2 separate regions of the Triticum aestivum genome follow, and region 2 is linked to region 1. A link is a contact called in public Hi-C data. All regions are on one chromosome and are shown on one strand. The core of a region is the stretch at or near the end of the contact, and the rest is flanking DNA. Distances in the headings are between cores, read along the strand shown. Region 1 has its middle 160 kb from the start of LOC123132713. Region 2 has its middle 4.4 kb from the start of LOC123092988.

The links. A called contact is a pair of places that touch in the nucleus more often than the background predicts.
Region 2: a Hi-C map of leaf shows a contact between it and region 1, with 6 times the contacts expected there. The contact joins two enhancer-like sites. A contact is called at or near these places in 3 of 5 Hi-C or Micro-C datasets (all in leaf) and 1 of 1 datasets of contacts at active chromatin or transcription factors (leaf).

What each region holds. Positions count from the first base shown.
Region 1 is chr1B:478,683,183-478,687,106 of IWGSC CS RefSeq v2.1, reverse strand. No RefSeq gene overlaps it. Among protein-coding and RNA genes, the nearest start is that of LOC123132713, 160 kb to the left of the region's middle. Within about 2 kb of position 1,841, at least 1 of the 8 cell types and tissues checked has an H3K27ac peak or open chromatin away from gene starts, as enhancers often do. A contact at or near this core is called in leaf, where this site is marked.
Region 2 is chr1B:479,168,512-479,172,435 of IWGSC CS RefSeq v2.1, reverse strand. No RefSeq gene overlaps it. Among protein-coding and RNA genes, the nearest start is that of LOC123092988, 4.4 kb to the left of the region's middle. Within about 2 kb of position 1,680, at least 7 of the 8 cell types and tissues checked have an H3K27ac peak or open chromatin away from gene starts, as enhancers often do. A contact at or near this core is called in leaf, where this site is marked.

The DNA.
Region 1 (3,924 bases), core at 592-3,091:
AAGTTCAATCAGAGTCATTTGAGGTCATGGCTCTTGTTCTTTTTTTCTGAGCAGCAAGAGCTCATTTTCATATACAAGAAGATAATCAACTACATAGTTAAGGATTCCCTAAAAAAAACTAGATAGCTAAGGAAAAATCGCCAGTAACCGACTAGTATGACTTTTATTTTCCAGCTAATATAACATCGACCTTAGTTAAGTGCATTGAAGTATTGTTATTTTGGCAAATAAAAGTAAATGATAGTATAAAGTTACGGTCAACGTTTGCAAAACAGGGCCAAAGGCAACGGATCGAATAGCTTCCGGTCACAAGAGAGTATACTATTGGCCCAGAGAAGAATCTAGCCATAAGTTTTCATGTGACCACTTTTCCTCCAAAATATATATAGCATATCATTGTCATAAAACAATTTCCGGTCGACGGCGAATCTTCACCTCCCCGATTAAACAAGGCCAAATCGGCACTGTATTTATCTTGACAAGTCATGCGTTGATCCTTTTGTTTGTTCCGCCTTATCATCATGACCATAATTGATTATACAACTCAGGGGAGATCGGGCGTGGCCGTTATTTTAAGAGCTGCTACATGTAGGTACGGCGGTGTTCGTGTTGGGAAAAGCCAGCCATAGATAGATTGATTAACAATCATGCCAACGATTGCTTTGGCAGTGATAAACAAAGCGGAAGCCGGAGATTTCCGGGCTATCAGCTAGCATGAAGATTGCATAATGACAGCGATTCTGTCCGGCGATGGCGACCCTCAGATTCTTTCCATTATATTTCGGTGAGAGGGACATGGTGGCTTTGACGCCGCAGAGCTGTTGGTTTAGCTGCCTGTACAAGGTATTGATGTGGCAGATCTGAACCCTCTCCCCCACCAAACCATCATTTCTTCTATTATCACCTTCACATGTTTTCACTAACAGCAGCAGAATTTTCAGATAGGACAAAACAGGCCTGTCCTGCTTACTATTTCCTCTGTTCACTAAAGTAGTGATCTATACGCTCTTGTATTTCCTTACGGAGGGAGTACTATCTTTATTAAATCATCAAAAATAGAAGCAAAGGATACTAATTTTGTCTTGTGACCAAGCATTTTGTTTTGGTTTGATGCTGTTTAGTATTCCCTAGTTCTCATCTTGTACTAATTGCTAATAATAACTTTGGATTCTTGGCTTTTTGAAGGAGGGCCTAGATCACCGAGATAGAAGTAGCTTTCTGAATTTATATTCTGTCTGCTCTAGGATAGTAGTTATTGGTGGGCACAGCATCTGCAGATTCGTCTAGAAAATCTAACTCGTGAAAAGCAGCTCGCAAATTCCCTGGAGTTAGGCAGGCCCAAAGTAACACGCACAAGTGATCTATCAGTAGTAGCAGCTAAGCTAGGTCCGGTCAAACTGCGGCCACCACTATCTTTCTTTCACCACTGCTGCTTAGGTTCTGCTGATGGAATCATCAATAATAAACTAGAGCAGACATGCTTGCTTTGTGATGCCAAGAAAGTAACATTCCCTTGCTAATCCCGTCTAGTTTAATCCAAAGGCTGGCGCCCCTCTAGAGGAGAGGATAAAAAGTTGACTGGGAGCTAAGCATTGCCTAGCACTCAAGCCACTCTTATTACTAGTGTAGTTGGCAATTGTTAATTACTAGTCACCATCATGGCAAGCAGCTGAAAGCTCTTTCATGGACTGCCCAGGCTTTGCTGCTACCTGCTGCTTGCTTGTTTGTTTGTTCTTCTCAGACTTCCAAGTGGTCCAGATGTGGGTGGTGATGTACTGATGTGAACAGTGACAGCACTTGGTGGTGGGATTTGAATTAGCTCTCACTTACTTGTGCACATCTGCACTTGCTGAGTTTAACTAAAGCAGTGACAGAGATGGCTATAAATCAATCTGGGATGTGGTACACTACAGAGATGGTGAATTCTGGGCTCCAGACGTTGATTAGTCGACTGACCAATGGACATGACTGGAGTGGGTTTTGCTCAACTGTCTTGTTGTGGCCAGTCTTCTGGCATGACAGCATCACCTTTGGATGTTTGTTGCTGACTCAAGTTCCCAACCACAATCAGAACCAGATAGATAACAACTCCATTTCCCAGACAGTGAACCGCTTTTATTCCCTCATGGAACCAGGGGGTAACAGTGGCGCCAAGATCAATCCCAACCCACTCACAAAAGGCCCCAAGGATGTATCCAAGCTGCAAATCCTTGTGCCGCTGTTTCAACAGGAGATGAACTCAGCTCAGCTGGGAAAGGGGAAATAGATAGCTTCCAAGACCAAGAGTCCAAGAGAGAGAACAGCTATTATAGACAGTAAGATATGGTTGCATCACATCAAGGCACATGCTTAGATGTCAACTGGATTTTAGTAAGTACTAGTCCAGCCTGGGCGTTTTTGTGCATCAGAAACCAGAAGATCATATGTTTATTATCACTAACGCCCATTTGATTTCGGCCTATATTAGTACTAGTACAGTTGGTGTCAGGGAAACTTTCTAATGCTGCGTGTCAGCATGTGTGGCGTCAGAGAGCGCACATCCTGATCCAGCTGCTTAGTGGTGTACTGCTGTACTGTTTGTTGTAAGGTCATGCTCCTATTGTCGGTCCAGGATATATATATTCTCCTGGACGGACGCTAATCAACTACTAGTAGCGTTAGAAGAAGAATACTCTAATCACCGTGCCATGCCTCCTCCGTTGGCAGGTTAGCGACCTACCTGCAGCCTGCAGGTTGAAGGAATGGAGAGATAGGGTCGTCACTTGGGCAGGCAGTCCGAAGGAAAAATGATTTCAGAGTGGAAATTCAGTTACTTCTAGGTTCTAGCTCAGTGTGGTTAGCTACATCGGAACAACTCTGCTTGACTAATTCTGTATAATATACTACTATGTGGAGTTCACTTCCATACGGAGGGAGTACATATGTAGCAGGACAGAAGGAAGGTTCAGAGGATCTGGAGGGCGGAGCGCATGCATCCATCATCGTCGCACCCACCCACGCACCAAGATCTTGGAGTAGATCAGGACGTATGCAAACACAGACAAGAGATGCTTCTTGCTGGGGATACATGAACCGGGAGATGCTGCCATTGCATATCTTATTTGGCCCCAGCTCCTCAATCAACACCTATTTTATTGTTCAAGGATCAAGATCTCTCTCACACACACACAAACACACTGTATGATTAGTTAGTGGCTAATTTAATTTGTTTACAACGAACGAATATGTACACACACACTGATACACCTATCCACGAGGCGGGGAGATAAGTTATACTAGTACGGGGCCCCAATCATGGCTGCCATTCCATTGGTGCAGCCGAGAGAATCTGATTGCGTTTTAAAATGCGCGCCACTTGGTGGCAGTGAGCTCATGCCCTAATGCGATCACGGGGGGAGGTGACTAATCTAATCCTGTAGATATGGGCTCAAACTGTTTTTATATGCGTGGGATGTAGAGAATGTGGTGGGGCTGGTTGAGGTTGAGCTTGAGGTCCGCCCCGAATGTGCTGTATCGTAGGTACACTGGATTCTGGTCTGGGGGGCAGAGCTCGGTTGCAGTTTACTATGTGAGCTTTTTTCTTTCTCTTTTTTGAGACAAGAGACATGAGATTTTCTTAGGGAATGGTGCGAGTGGTTTAGAAAAATACTGCCCGAGTTCAAATATGGCTGGGCTGCGAGAGAGTACTAGACGCACAGGGCAGCGTCTGAATGGGCCTGGCATATTTCCTGGCCCCCCTGGTTTACCAGTTTTCATTGGTTTCTCCATGGTTTTCCTCTGCTATGTTTGTTATTTGTTTTTTAGGTGTGTTTTTGGTTTCTGCCGGTTTTTGATTTTTTGTGTGTTTATTAGACATTTTGTTTTTAGGCTTGAATATTTTTCTGGTAGTATAATGAAATGTATATTTATACATGTATTGTTTCA
Region 2 (3,924 bases), core at 431-2,930, 490 kb before region 1:
AGTATATATTACACAATGTTCAATGTGTATTCGCAAATTGTTTAACATATTTTCACAAAATGTTCAGTACGTGTCCGAAAATTCTATGTATGGTGAACAATATTCAAATACACGTAGAACATTTTTTTTAAATATGATGAACTCCTTTTGAATGCATGCTGAACAAAATTTCTATACATGATGAACATTTTTTATACACACTGAACATTTGTCAAAGTTCATCAAATTTGACAATAGTTCATCAATTTTGAAAGAAAGTTCATCGATATGAAATAAAGTTACAAAATTGAAAAAAAATCTCGCGCTTAGCAGAAAAGAAGAAAGAAAGAAAAAGAAAGAAAAAGAAAAGAAAAACAGAAAAAAAACTCTTTCCACGAAAACAGGAAATAGAAAAAGATTAAAAGCCTGTCAGTTAACACGAATTGGTAGGTTAGCCGAGTGGTTTGGCCAACGCTTCTGTAGTCGTGTCCCTTTGGTTCGAAACATGGTTCTCACTAGAAAGTTTTTTGCGTTTTCAAAAACAGAAAAAAGAAGTGGGCCGGCCCAGTGCGGCGGGAGGGTGTGCGCCCGATTGCATATATGCCTAAAATGGGCGCTTAAGGCACAGACACCCACTCGGCTACTCCAGACTCCTATGCGTAAACGCAACCAAGAAAAAGCCCGGTCAATTTGATGGGCTGGTATCAAAAAAGAAGATGTTGGATGGGCTGGTCGAGGCGGCACTATTGCACGGCACGACGCCGACGTGTAGTGCGCAGGAGCAGTACGCACCGGGTTCCGACGCTTTCGGCACAAAGAAGGTTGTCCGGTCGGCGGATCACCTCCACGTCCTGGTAACATGTTTTGCACGAGCTATAATTATTGGATAGAGATCAAGTCGACCAACAATCGGATTCTATTGCCATCCACCCAACGTGGCCCGACATGGATCAACATGCAGGATTTTGTGTGCTTATTAAAAGTACTCTATGTTTATCTGTATTTTTCGAATGAAATGCTCCTCGTATGCACCTTGTGTGCGGGGAGGTACAGCAGGCAGTAGCACAGGTCTATCTTGGCAGCGGAGATGCACTGGCTTCTCAAAATGCAGGCAAATCGGATGAATTGGGCTCGGTCTGAGAAAAAGAGAAGAAAAATTCTTGTCGTCCTCTCTCCTCCGGGGGCCAAGCCTCGGGACCGAGAGAGAGATTCTGGGACACCTCACGCAGCAAGACCCGCACCCGCACCAGATCACCCAGCAAGCGAGGCGAGTACACACAGTGGCATCGCCGATGGAGCACATCGCAGGGCCAGGGCAGGACGGACGATGCGCGCGCTGTGGTCCAGGCCATGCGCGGGGGCCACGAGCGAGCGAGCGGGCAGCCGCAGTGACGATGCCTGATCAGATCGCCCACCCCCGTCCATCCGTCCGTCCCAGCTTTCTCGCCCTCTTTTCTTTCCTCGTGCCCGTGGAAGCATCTTTCCTTGACAGCTAACGACTCGGGGGCACCGATCCAAGCAGATACGCATGGCCGTGGGCCGGGAGGACGGACGGGCGCGGCAACAAGAGGACAAGACCAGATTCTGATCTCCACACGCCTGCTGCCTGCTCCTTCAGCCACCACCACCACCAGAGACGAGCGAGCGAGACCCGGGGTGGGCCTGCCTCTGCCTATCACACACCACTGCTCGGTGCTGCCTGCTGGACTGGACTGCCACCGATCCCGTTGCCGTCGGCTTCGGGGCCTGCACGGCCCGCCCGTACCGTACCGTAGGTTGGGTGCTGCCGTGACGCCACAGTTCTCTCCGACACCACACTGTACGTCCGTGCGTGCACCTTCCGGGGCACGTACTCCTCCTACCCTGTGCATGATTTGGGTCGAGTCAAGAGAGGGCGCACCGAGCGCGAGCGGCATCTCGACCGGGATCACCATCGAGTTGCCCGGATTCCAGCTTCTTCTTACTGATGGATTGATAAAGCAGCGGAGCCAATACTAAAGTCTGATTCTCTCGGAACTTGCACGCTCATCGTGTCATGTAGTATCAACTAGGCTGGTCACAATGGGGAGGAACTTAGGAGTAACATCACACACTCCAATACAACTTTGCTTATGTGGCACATATTTAATGAAGAGAGAGGTGCTTGTGGTAACTAGCTAAGTTACCGGAACATCACACACTCCAAGAAACAACGAGTCTATAACCTAATAAATACATCTTTGCATGACACTACATAGATGTTCCTACTCACTATGGAGGTAGTAACATAGTCTAGGGAAGTGTGTAAGTTACTAGCTTATGTTCTTGCCCATTGTGACCAGCTTATTCACACGTAAGGCCAACTCCACCGCACGACCCCAAACGGACGTCCGAATTGGCCGGATTTTGTCCCTTTGGGGCGCCGATGGGTACGCCCGTGTCCGACTGTGTTCATTGGGTTGTGCGTGCGCCCACCGCGCGGCCGCACCCCAAATCACGTCCGTGTCAGAAAAACAATAAAAAAAAGAAAACATAAAAAATGACTAAATAAATAAATAAACTCAGTTTAATAAAAGATAAAACTTAGTTAGGGGGTCCATGGCCACAAAACGGCCCAGTTTCGTCACATTAATAATTAAACATAAAAAAAACGGTCGCTGCCGGCGCGCTCCTGCGCGTGCCCGCCGTTGTCGTCGCCGTGTCGCTCTTCACTGGCCGCCGGTGTCGTCGTCGTCGCTGACGAGGTCGACGTAGGCCGGCGGCGTCCACAGGTGGGCCGGCGGTGCATGCGGTGCCTGGTAGACGGGGGCGGGTTGGACGGCGGGAGGTGCCTGCAACACCTCCTCCCGTGGCGACCCCTCCCACTCCGGTGACTGCGGCGGAGTGGCGCGCCAGTCCACGCCCAGGCCGGCGGCCATCTCCGGAGCAGTGCAGGACCAGGCCCACCCCGTGCCCACCAGCTGCTGGAAGGCGGCCGCCGGCTCCTCCTCCATGGCGTCCTCCCTCCTCTCCTCCGTCAAGGCCGCCATCTGCAGCTCCGGGAAGGCCACGTCGCCGGCGGCAGACAGTGCCATGGCCTCCTCCAAGCCGTCCCATTGCCGCTCGTCGTGCGTGCGCATGGAGTCCTCCATGACACGCTGCACGAGATGGGCTTCCTCCTCCGCCGTCATGCGAGGAGGTGGTGGTGGCGATGGAGACGGCGACGGCGTGGGCGTGAGGCGGCGCACCACCCTACGCCCGCGCTCCTGGGGAGCAGGCCACCGTGGCCCCGTCGACGTGCCGGCGAAATAGGACGCCCGCCGCGCGTCGTGCTCATCGCGGAACCAGGTGTCCCACAATGGCGAGTCGGGGCGTACCTGGGGTCGTAGTAGAGGTCGTCCGGGAGGAGGCGGCGGCGGCGCTCGATCTCCTGGCGGCGCGCACGGCCGGTCACCGGGACCGGCAGGATCGGCATGCGGTCGGCCGACAAATGCCAGTTGTTGGGGAGGTGGGCGTCGCTCTAGGGGATCGGCGTCCTCGTCTCACAATAACGGCGGCACATCTCAGCGCGGATGTAGTGCCGGTCGCGCTCGCCGACGGACGCGGGGGCGATGGAGAACGCGGGCGGCGAGGGGGCCCGGCGTGGTGGCGATGGCGAGGCCGGCTCCTCCTTCTTCACCGAGCCGCGGCGACGCCCCGACAAGGAGCCAGCCTCGCGGCCGTGCTTGCCTTTGCGGCCGTAGTTCCAGAGCCCCATGGCTGCGGGGGCGGCCGGCCGGCGAGTTCTTGGCTAGGGTTTGGGGCATGGGGTTGTCGGGTTTTGAGGAGGCCGCAGGGTGGCGTGGGGCAGTGTGGACGACGACCGATCCATGCTTCCCACTTAAAGAAGGACGGCGACCCTTCCATGTGTGGATGACAGGTGGGGCCGCCCGCCCGTGCGCATTGATATGGGCGGGAGGAAGGTAGGTGACCGCCTGCCACGCGGCA